Regions from separate parts of the Gossypium hirsutum genome. Here region 1 is linked to region 2. Evidence: chromatin contacts called from public Hi-C data. All regions are on one chromosome and are shown on one strand. The core of a region is the stretch at or near the end of the contact, and the rest is flanking DNA. Distances in the headings are between cores, read along the strand shown.

Region 1 (2,700 bases), core at 95-2,594, 290 kb before region 2:
CATCTTCATCAACAATAGTGGCACGTTTTCGTTGAAGAACAATCCTGGGGATTTAGGGACTATGTCATGCACATTCACCACCCTCAACACTTTAACTCCCAGCACTTCCATCCGTTCCTTGAACCTCACGTTACCTACCCTAGGACCCGAAAAGGAAAACACGCTCACTGGGACAGCTCTGCTATCTTGCAGCACATTTAGACCCGTTTCCACGATATCATATGCGCTGAGAATTGCCAAGGCACTGCCTAAACTGTGACCAGTTATTGTTAAGCTTAGCTCTTCAAGCTGGTAGATTTCGAGTAACCTTTTCACTTCGGTTAAAATTTGTTCCCTCGCTGAGAACTTGCAGAAGCGGCAATTCACATCTTTGTCGGTGTAGAGATCGAGGAAGCCTGATTCTACTTTTACTGTTGAATCGGGGCATGGGATTTTGTTCGAAGAAATGGGTTTGAGGAAATCCATTAAATCCGCAATCCACTCCAGGCGGGTCACGGTTCCCCTCCAAGCGACGACGATGTCGCGACGGCCTAAGCGTTTGGATATTTCGTCGTTGGAAACAGCGACGTAGCCTATCCAATTCGCACTCTTGCTCCACACTTTGGGCCACCGAGATTTCTTGAAAAAATTGGGAAGGTTAATGTTGGATGTTGCGAAGATGTACCTGGAGACCACGTAACCATGGTCCGCCATGGCTAGGGAGTCAAAGAACTGACGGGGCGTGAACCTGCAACTTCCACAGTATTTGGAAAATGGGTCGAAATCGAAAGCATCGTAACAGGCTTGTGCCATCTCGCCATATCGAATCAGCTCCGACCGTAGAAGAGGGTCCATAGGATCTAACATCCCAACCCAGTCATCCACGCCATGGATTTCTCTCCATACATCCGCCACTCGTCTTTCTTCTCGTGTTTCCTTGTCGAGTTCGTCGATGGAAGAGAACAAGGAGCCGCTTGTTTTAGACGAAACCCTAGGCATCCTAAGCGACCTTGTGGCAAATCCCATACTTGTAGTACGTTGAAGCTGAGGTTCCCGGCCTGAAAACGACACCGGACGGCATTTTTCAGACGGAAAAACCTGATGAGCAATGGAAAGAAAGGTTTTGGATAGAGAAATGGCCATTGAAGGTAGCAAGCTTTGGATGAAACGGGGGAGGTTTTAATATGTAGGATAGAGGTGAGCTTTAACTATTTTGGTCAATGGTGTTGGTGAACTTTAACTAGTTTTAGGTTTCAAGAAAGTTCTCGGCATCATCAAGTTTCATGCAAATAAATATATCATGTGATACCTTCAACCATTTCTGTATTTGTATTTTCTTTGAGAAAGGACGGAACTCCCTTTCAGGAAAATTTTTCATTTAGTCTAGCACGGAACACCCTTCCAGGGACCGCCCTCCCAACGCGTAAATCTTTCGTCCGTGAATTGGCCTCATCCATGACAAGTAAACTTCAAATTTTGTTTTAGGTATAAAGCACTTAATGAACATCAGTTTTTTAAATAAAAAAATTAAAATATTCTCAAATAATTTAATTTAATTACAGAATAATATTTTTATAAAATTTTAATTGAATTAAAATATTAACTACAAACCTCATAGTTGTACCTAAACCTAAACATATTCATAGTTTAAGTTATTCACTCAAGTTCAAAGACTTGTTCTAAAAGCGAGAAGATTTGAATAAAAATATATAAGTCTAAAAAGTGAACTTGAAAAAGAAAATAAGACCCGTTTTTTAAATGGGTCGAGCCTCAAGTGAAATTTTTAGTCTTCCCCAAATCAACAATGTAATTACAATGTGTACTACCAAACATGACATAGGAAATTACAATATAATTACACTTTGTTATTAAAACACATTTGAAGAATTACAATTCTTTATAACTAAAACAAAGTATAATTATTACTCTAATAATTAAATTTTTATTCAATTACTCCCTACAGTACAAATATACTCTAAATTTTGTATACAAATTCTACCTACCATTGAGGATGGGCTAATTCAAATCGATATTGAGTAGTGCTTTTTTATTTCTGGGTGCTTCTAGCCCGTACTTATAAAATAGATTATGTATAAGTTAAAGATAGATATATGTAAACAAGTATATAAAGAGTAAGAAATTGAACACATATTCTTGCAAGTTGCAGTGTAAACATATATAATTCAATACAATGCTATGTATATACATTATTAAATTTAACGCAACTATATATCACTATAAAATTTATAATCACTTTTTAAATATCACCAACACCTTTTTCTTTTCCTTGTTTAAAATTTAAAGTCAGTTTAATAAAAAAATTAATATAATATTAAGTATTAAACCAAAAAAAAAAGAGAGTAAATCTCATTGCTGGAAAGAAAATCTAAAACAGACCTTTTACCCATTTTATTCAATTTTTTCTTTTACCAATTAACTATATTTTTTCAATTTTCAACTATTCTGACCAATCTAATTTTCTTTCAACTTGAACAATATACTAAATAACTAAGCGTACATAATGACTTGGACTTATTTATCAAAGATCGATAATGACAGGACGATTGAGGAAAAATAAGATTCAAAGTGGTTGATGCATATAATAATTGAACTGTAATTTATATTTTTATTAAAATTTTAAATTATTTTAATGTCAAAAACATAATCTCAAGCCTCAAGCCCTAATAAAACAAAGAATAAATCCGAATTAAAAAATATTGA
Region 2 (2,700 bases), core at 51-2,550:
ATCTAGATATGATGCAACCCAAGCATGGTTATATGGATCCTTATCCTGTACCTTTGCTTCTTTTGGTGCACATGTATGATGTCACAGACCGTACGATCTATAAAACTTGCTTTGCTCTCAAAAATAAACTGTGCCTTTATATATAAACCTTAGGCTTGAAGTATATAGCAGAGAAACATTAAAAAAAGTTTGGGTGGTCTTCACATAAACCAAAGACTCAACATAACGTTCTAACTTCAAACCAAGTGAGATGAAGATAAAGTCAATACTAATTATAAGATAGAACGCACCAGAAACGAGTGATCTAAGACAACTGAGGAACTGTGAAACCTCTTCTAGAGAGCAAGCTAATTTCCATTAGTTCGAATCAAAAAACGACCACCATGATCTATCCTAACTAAGAAATTGTATGTTAGATTTGAATCCGGCTGTGACTTTTTTTAACAAGATTTCTTTTTTCCGTTTAACTTCAATTGCCAATAAGGGCTAACGCCATCAAGTTTCAAAGTGCCTCTCATAACATTATTCTACTTATATTACACATAGATAATAAAATAATACAATCATTCAGAGTTCATGTTAAGCTTCTTAAACCAAATCAGGAACGCATCCAAGAAAAGAAAAAGTTAAAACTTCAAATTTTTTGTTAGAGAAAAGTGGAGGCGGTAACCACCAATAAACCAATTTCTCCCGCCGAGGTCTTAGAAACATGCAAAAAGGTAACTCCATCACATCTTAATCAACTGATAACTACTCCAATAGCTAAAAAGTGATTCAACAAGAAATCATAAAATTTTAAACATAACAAAAGAAAAGAAAACTTACGGTTGGTGAAAATTGTCGATTGAGAAAGATCCAGATGCCAAAAAGAGGAGAAGAACCGAAACAACAAAGACCCAGTGAGAAATATCCATTATTAGCAAAGATCCTATTGTTCAAATGCAGATAGAATGGTGAAGGTGCGTGCCAAGAGAGTTCTGCTGCACTACAAAAAAAAATGAAGAAAGTGGAAAGGAAGTCACAAGTGCAGAATTGAAATTATGGTGAGGGTATGTTGTGGTTAAGAAGGATAGAAGGTCAAAAGTTTACTTGGCTTGGTTCTATTGGTGGGTTAACACAAATGTACATCTCGTAGGTTTTTTCAACTTAGCGTCAAGCGGTCCAGACAGATCTGGGAAGTTGAAGCTCTAAGTTAGCCTACCACCGTTTTCATCTTCCGAGCCTTTTATTTTCTTTTACAAACAAAAAATTTTGGTTTCCAAAATTCACACTTTTTTTTTTGCTTTATTTATCATTGATTGGGTCGAGTTTTTCACTGTATTGCTATGTTGAACTTAATTATAAATATAGAGTTTTAAGCTTGTCTAGATTCCATTGGATGATGAAAAGTAATATGATTTTTGTTTTTTTGTTCTTTTTTTTTTCATAGTCAATTTGAAAATTTTCAACAATTCTGAGTTTGTCAATATAAAACACACGCAAAATGATCACAAGAACACACATTATTTTAAAATTTTTAATCGGTTGTACTTAGTTTTATATATAGTAGAAATAAAAGAAGGTTGGTATATTAGTGCATTTTTTTTAAGGGAGAACTACAATGATAGGGTAGAGCCTAAACAACTAATACGATCAGTGCGACTCAAATTTAGGCTACATTTAGGACAATGAATATTATTGACCATCAAACCATCACGTAAAATTCATTAGTGTCACTTTAAATGGAAAAAAATATAAGGGTTGAAATTAAATTGGAATAAAAAGCCCATGATTAATCCAAAATAAAATCTAGTGTAACATAATAAGTGATCAGTTTAAGGTCCACCCGAACTCCATATATTTATGTTTGAATTGAACTGACAGGTTTTTTTTTTCTCCAGCTTTAGGTCTTCTTTCTTGGTTCAAAACTCCATGAAACAAGACAAGCACTTTCAACACACTAATTGTAAGCACGATGAGTGTAGGCTTCTATCTTATATCGTGTTCAATGTTGATTTGAACCTATAGAGGGAACCATTTAGTATTTTGTTGATTTTTTATGTAAGCAATTACACTTAATATTCCATTTGTTTCGTTAAGTATATTTAGGCATTGTCAATGCATTAGCAGAAGCTAATGTTTGAGTGTTTTATTAGCATGACTTCTAAGCCTAAATCGTTGTTTAATAATAATAAAATATTTGTATAACTATTTTGTAATATTTCTTACTGAAGTTAAACTAATAACTCGAGTAAAGAATGCCTATTTAGGCACTAAGTTTAATAAATAACAATTATCCATATTTACCTTGAACATTTTCACTTGATTTCAAGTCATCAAGCACCTATAACACCATTTTTCTATTTCAATTAATTATTTATCAATATACATGACACTCAAAATCCATCATTTGTCTTCACAATTCACAATTCACAATTCAAAACACCTTGTTAATGATGAGATGTGATCCATCTAGTTTAAACAAAACATTTACCTCCCAAGCATTATCTCCGCATTATATTTTAAAAACATGTTAAGCTTCTTCAAAATTTAGTAAGTACTTACATAAATTTTAATTCTAATTAAATATTTAATAATATATTAAATTTTTATAAATGAATTTTTAAAAAGTATTATTACATAATACATAATCTTAGAATTTTACTTACCACTAATTATTACATACTTTGTTCGGGGACTTATTCTTTATTTACTACACCA

The links. A called contact is a pair of places that touch in the nucleus more often than the background predicts.
Region 1: a contact with region 2 is called in a Hi-C map of leaf, with 2.1 times the contacts expected there. The contact joins the promoter of LOC107923984 here to the promoter of LOC107924030 in region 2. A contact is called at or near these places in 2 of 34 Hi-C or Micro-C datasets (both in leaf).

Annotation. Positions count from the first base shown.
Region 1 is chrA11:14,879,637-14,882,336 of Gossypium_hirsutum_v2.1, reverse strand. It overlaps LOC107923984 (phospholipase A1-Igamma1, chloroplastic), which reads right to left and starts at 1,344. Exons shown (of 2, transcript XM_016854217.2): 1 at 1-1,344. The coding sequence starts at 1,122.
Region 2 is chrA11:14,584,685-14,587,384 of Gossypium_hirsutum_v2.1, reverse strand. It overlaps LOC107924030 (guanylate-binding protein 5), which reads right to left and starts at 1,300. Exons shown (of 18, transcript XM_016854285.2): 1 at 1,090-1,300; 2 at 826-980. The coding sequence starts at 914.